Regions from separate parts of the Mus musculus genome. Here region 2 is linked to region 1. Evidence: chromatin contacts called from public HiChIP or PLAC-seq data. All regions are on one chromosome and are shown on one strand. The core of a region is the stretch at or near the end of the contact, and the rest is flanking DNA. Distances in the headings are between cores, read along the strand shown. Region 1 holds the start of 2610001J05Rik (RIKEN cDNA 2610001J05 gene). Region 2 has its middle 180 kb from the start of Gm38767.

The links. HiChIP or PLAC-seq counts read pairs in DNA pulled down with a chosen protein or histone mark.
Region 2: a CTCF HiChIP or PLAC-seq map of the NIH/3T3 cell line shows a contact between it and region 1, with 11 read pairs. The contact joins the enhancer-like site here to the promoter of 2610001J05Rik in region 1. A contact is called at or near these places in 8 of 39 promoter capture datasets (the 3T3-L1 cell line, the C10 cell line, cancer-associated fibroblasts and 3 more), 1 of 15 datasets of contacts at CTCF or cohesin (the NIH/3T3 cell line), 7 of 484 Hi-C or Micro-C datasets (the AML12 cell line, adipose-derived mesenchymal stem cells, cerebral cortex and 2 more), 7 of 115 datasets of contacts at active chromatin or transcription factors (the NIH/3T3 cell line, astrocytes, bone marrow-derived dendritic cells and 3 more) and 1 of 9 other capture datasets (pancreatic islet).

The regions. Positions count from the first base shown.
Region 1 is chr6:13,869,911-13,872,921 of GRCm38.p6, reverse strand. It overlaps 2610001J05Rik (RIKEN cDNA 2610001J05 gene), which reads left to right and starts at 1,404. Exons shown (of 3, transcript NM_001352887.1): 1 at 1,404-1,483; 2 at 1,776-1,866; 3 at 2,182-3,011. The coding sequence starts at 2,211. The coding sequence ends at 2,390. 1110019D14Rik (RIKEN cDNA 1110019D14 gene) reads right to left here and starts at 1,353. Exons shown (of 3, transcript NR_045995.1): 1 at 1,295-1,353.
Region 2 is chr6:14,194,050-14,197,060 of GRCm38.p6, reverse strand. No RefSeq gene overlaps it. Among named protein-coding and RNA genes, the nearest start is that of Gm38767, 180 kb to the right of the region's middle. Within about 2 kb of position 1,525, at least 15 of the 459 cell types and tissues checked have an H3K27ac peak or open chromatin away from gene starts, as enhancers often do. A contact at or near this core is called in the NIH/3T3 cell line, adipose-derived mesenchymal stem cells, cancer-associated fibroblasts and 1 more, where this site is marked.

The sequences.
Region 1 (3,011 bases), core at 155-2,654:
ACACCAATTTGTACCACGGTTTTACAGATAGACCAAGTCATTAGTTAATTTCTAACTACAATAATTGAAAAGATGAACATTTTTACCATGCATAGACTCTGCAAACTTAAAGCTTAAGCAAGACACTTTACAGACTCAGGAACAGAAAAGTGTACAAGCACTAACTTTAGTCTGCAGACTTCCACTAGCTGAAACAAATACATAAGGAAAAATAAAACCTCCCAAATGAAAACACTGGAATGTAGGAGGATATTTTGGAAGTCATAAAAGCAAGAGGTCCTATTCCAAAACTAATTGATAGGAAAGATACAAAGCCAAAAGCAACATAAGACAAGTGCAATTAGAGTGAATTTGTTAAAATAATTAACTTTAGAAAAACAACACTGTCAATCTATCAGACACAACTTGCTTTAATGTGTTCACCACCTCTGTGAAGCTCCTGTAAAATCTTGGCACATTTATTTCATCAAATTATTGTTCCTAGCTAATGTCGCTGAAGTTCCTGCCAAACGTCTTTTGGGAAGCAGAAGTATAAATCATTACCGTCAGAGAGATACAACTGTGTTTAAAAGGAGAACCAACAACACAAGAATACAAGCTGATTATAGACACTCAACTGAGTGTGCCCACAGTATTCGCATGATTTTTATCAGGACAAGTCCGGGCACCTCTAACTCAGCACCGTGAGTAACTTACAATGAGAAGATGACAAATTGTCAGTAAGTATGAAAGTGCTCGGGCCAGAAGGAACATTTAGTATGGATATCCCAGGTAACAAGACTTCAAGAACTTTTCAAAGTTAATGCTTACAGATGCATGTGAATAATACTTATAATGGTTTTGAGTACTAAACTTGGCATCTTAAAATATTGGGAGGCTGTGGAGAGTGAACATTCTGAAAAAGACAAGAATTCGAATCGGAAAAGATCTGTGTATAGGGCTGAAACCATATTTTCTAAACCTGATTTGCACCACAAATGATTCAATATTTTCCAAACTTTCTGATTAAATGTGCTTATTTTCCCCGTTAGTTTTAAAAAATTAGCAAATGTCATTAGGCACATTTGGAAAATGATAACGGGGATTTTCTGCTGCAGAAATGTTGGAAGGCCCCAGGTTTGAAACATTCCCAAACAGATGGCTTCCCTCAGCTACCCTCTCCCACGGTTACTTCCTTATTTCAGAGTACTAACAAGACATATTCATGCGGCTAGAATTCCTTTACAGGGCAGAAAACACGTATTGTTGTTTCGTTAGTCCTACGAATTCACTAAACCTTTTCTTGAACACTCACCCTCTCTTTAACAGTAAAACCAGAGGGCAAACTTGTGAAACCCGAACAACAAGCAGCCTGTGGTCTATCCCTCAGTCAGGGATCCCAGAGCGCGCTGTGCATGACGGGAGTAGGCAGCAGGGCTTGTGGGAAATGTAGTCTGGCGACACCGCCCTGCTCTCCATTCCTGTAATGGCTGCTTTCGGTCCGGTAAGGTACAAACTCCGCTCCCGGGGATTCCAGGATTGATTCTCCTAGTGTACTTGCACAACCCAACAAATTTGCACCCTCCCAGGGCGAAGGAATTCCAGATCTTTATGTTAGATCTTGGGATGAATTTGCTTCTCGGCTTGGTTTCATTTAGCAATCTGTGTGTGAGAACTAACTTTAAATCTAGTAGTCTCTTTTTGAAGGAACTGTTAGGGAGTGTTTTCTGTACTCGTTACCAATTTCTGTCCTTGCTGTTCGTTTCTCACTGACTCTAGCTTCCTCTTTAAAATAGGCTGTGTCACGAGTAACCTCTTAGCCTCAGCATCCGGAAGTTCCAAAGAGAATATTTCACGTTGGGTAGAATTACTTATACCCTTGTTTCGGTAAGTCTTATTAATTCCTTACAACTTCACAGAGTCACGTGTTGTGTTGAATTTTCTAGATAAGAGACATGCTAATAAAATGTGACTTTTACCTGTTAGGGTATTTTATTTGGCAAGTATCTTATGCATTTTTCCCTCTCTTTTCTAATGATAACCTAAAATGACTGTCTTTAGTTTTGTCATCTTAAACTGACATCTGAAATGATTCACAAATTCCAGTCTAAAAGATTGTTTTATATTAATATTGTCATTCAAAAAAAAAAAAATAAGGCTTTTTTTTTTAACAGTTTCTTTTGTTCGGTGTTTAACTTCTAGGCAAGTTCAGCCCTCCAGATCCTAGCATCATGAATTCAGTTTCAACGCAATTGATCTTAGTCCTCGCTTCGCTGCTTTTGATCCTGCCTGTTGTTGAAGCAGTGGAAGCTGGAGACGCGATTGCACTCTTATTAGGTGTGGTTCTCAGCATTACCGGCATCTGTGCTTGCTTGGGGATATACGCAAGAAAGCGAAATGGACAGATGTGACTCTGAAGGACTCTTCTGAATTAGACTGCACCCTGACCAGTGTGCTGAAAACCATTGTTCTGTTGAGGCCGACCCCAAGATTTGATCTCTCCCGTTCTCAGCAAGAGGGTTACAGTTAGCTGAGAGTTAACACTCTCAGTTAAGAGATGCTTTCACGTTCATACTTGTTTCTTCTACAATGGGGGCAGATGGGAGTGGAGGGCAGATGGGAGTGGAGGGCGGCTCTTAACAACAAAGAGTGCACTAATAATGTGGCCCATAACTTGTATTTGCTGCTTGGGAAGGGGCCAAAGTGAGAGGGCTTAAGTTTGCAAAAGTATTATTTCATACTTTCAAGTTGTCAGAGCACATGGAATTGGAAGATGGAAGTATTTGTTCAGAATCTAGTAAATCTATATTGTTATAATCACTGCCTCTTGCATTCTGGGGATCTCTCTCTCTCACTCTCACTCTCACTCTCTCAGAGAACCGGTTGGGGTGGGTTTTGGATTTGTTTTATTGTTGTTACTGGTTTTCTTTTTTTTTAATGCTTCTGTTTTTATCTCGCAAGTTGATATTGTACTTAGATCTTAGCCAAAAACTTTTATCTCTGAGAAAAAGTTTAATAAAAATGTACTAAAC
Region 2 (3,011 bases), core at 276-2,775, 320 kb before region 1:
AATGGGATCTGAAGCCTTCTCTGGTGTATCTGAAGACTCATATACATAAAATAAAATGAATTTGTTTTTTTGTTTTTAAAGAACTTCTCCTAGTGGTAGAGTTTACTTATTTAATACCAAAAGATTGCCTGGGAACTCTCTAAGTGGATTACTACATTCACAGTAATACAGAGCTATGGGTCAGTGCAGCCCTCTACAGCAAGTCAAAAATACCCATCAGCAGTAGCTAGAGTACAGAAGTTCTAGGTCACCCACAACATTAATTCTAATTTGAGACAATAAGAAAACATTATGTGCAATAAATCATACACTTCCCAATAAGAGTTAATGATTAAAACAGAAACTGACCACAATTATCTTGGACCTCTTTAAGAGAATATGAGATTGACAGATTTCCTTGTGATGGATAACTCAGTCACTCTACATCGCCTTTTATGACCATTTCATGCCCTTTTGCCCAAATTGAATTATTTTCATTTTTAATTTCTTTACTGGTCTCATGAAATTTGTGTGGCTCAGGGGAAGCAGGAGAAGAAAACTCTGTAGTCAATAAGCTGTGGAGTGGAGTCATCTTTGGAGACTCTAACATTGTACAATATGTGTGGTTCTAGTATCCTCAGAACCATTACCAATGGGCCTGGAAAAATGACTTACTATTCCATCAGCATGCCCCAAGGCATACAAATTATGCAAGCCACCTCCATAATAGTCGACCACAGTAGTGCTATTTGTGGCTTACCACAATGTTCAATAAACTTTCTATCTCCCACTCTGCCTCTGCTCAAATGCTTTACTGTACATTTTAAACTATATAAATGATGATGGCTATCTAAATATGAGTATGAGTTTATAGAAAAGTATAACTTAGAAGTAAACACAGCCCTTGCAGCGTAACTACGAGGGCTTCAGCCCCATCCACTCCATCCTTGTAAAAATAATGGGTATGATGGCATGCAGTTATAATCTCAATGTTATTGGATTTTGGTCAGGAGTTTGCTAGCCAGTCTTCCTAACCAGTGAGACAGATCCCATTGAGGGAACTTCTCTCAAAAAAACAAGGTGGATGGATCCTCTGGAAATGCACAAGAGGTTGACCTCCTTACACACACACAAACACACACACACACACACACACACACACACACACACACACACACACGTCTGTGTACATACTTGTCTTAGTCAGTATTCTATTCTTGTAAAGAGCTATCATAATCAACTCCTGTAAATGAAACAATGGGGTTTTCTTACAGTTTCAAAGATTTAATTCATTATTATCATACTGGGAAACATGGCAGTGTACTGCAGGCAGTCATGATAGCTGAGACCTCTAGATCCAGATTCAAAGGCAGAAGAAAAAAAGAGAAAGAGAGCAACTAAGGCTGGCCTGTGACTTGGAAACCTCAAATGCCATCCATAATGACTTACATCCTCCAACAAGGATGTATCGCCTAATAATGCCAATCTCTGATGACCAAGCATTCCAATCCATGAGCGAATGGGGGCCGTTCTTACTCAAATCCCCACGTTCCATTCCCTATACCCACTGTCTTGTAGTTCTACTACATTCCATTCTCTATACTCACTGTCTTGGAGTCCTAATGCAAAACAGCTTTTAGTACAACGGTAAAAATTCCCAAACTCAATAATAGCAACATTGTTTAAAAGTTCAGCCTCTTCTGAGTCTCATGCCAATCTCTTACCTGTAATCCCTGTAAAAGAAAAAAGGCAGATCAGATACTTCCAACATACAATGGCACAGAATGTACATTACCATTCCTAAATGGAGGTGAGTGAAAAAAAAAAAACTGGATCAAAACAAGACTTAAACCATCAAGACAAACTCCAAATTCTGCTTCTCCACTCCTGATGTCAGATCATCATTACATTATTGTACCAGTGTATAATAATATGTATTATTTGTAATAATACCTTTTCACCTTTGTTGACTGCAACACACTTCTCTTTCTTGGGTTGGTTCCACATCCTATTAGCAGTTTTCTTTGGCAGGTGTCTTATGACTTTGGCATCTATTACATCTTTGAATCTCCAAGGAAACCTAGGCTTCAGCTTCACAGCTTCATACAATGACATCTCTATGCTAGGTCACCACTGATCCAGGTCTGACCTCAGTAGCTTTCCTTAGGCGTAGAGGAAGATTCCATAATTCCCCACACACACTTTTTTTTTTTTTTTTTTTTTGGTACCCTCGACCAAAGCCAAAACTTTGTGGTCAATTATGGAACTTCTGCTGCTTGCTGGAACTGTAACATGGTCCTTCTTGTTCAAATACATTTTCACCAGCTAATAGTCTCTGCTTTTTAAATTCAACATCCTCAAAATGAAAATATAGACCTCTCAGTGTTTCTGTCTTTGATGCAACTATGATTGCATTTTATTTATTTATATATCATGCTTGTTGTTATTGTCACTGACAAACATAACACTTCCAAGATTGAGATCTGTGTCTTTGAGTTTTACTTCTTGGCATACTTTGCTATTAGTGTAAGTGTCCAAAATGAAGACTGTGTGAAAAGCTATACAGATACTTACAGTCTTGTAAGCCACGTGAATCTAACCAAAGCAATAGTAGTATACAGGGGATGTAACAGAGGTCTGGGTAGTTTGAATTTAGAGTATAACTATAGAATGAGGTAGGTAGATAGAAGAAATAAGTGTTACTGTATGTATTAACAAAATGAAGAAGCCTTATGGAAATCTATTAGTTTGTAAGCTAATTAAAAATTGTAACACAGTTTTAAAGGGGTTTTAATATAACTATCCTGCAGGAATAGACAATATTCCTCCCAGATGATGTGAACCATAATGAAAGTCACCATGCCATGGACATTCTTATGAGTTACTAATCAGGGGCACCAAACCAATACAGACTATTCTCACTGCTTATATTACAATCATCACTAGATGGTAAGATAACTCACGATATCACTCATTTTGAATGCAGGATGTACTGGCTAGTTTTGTGTCAACTTGACACAGCTGGAGTTATC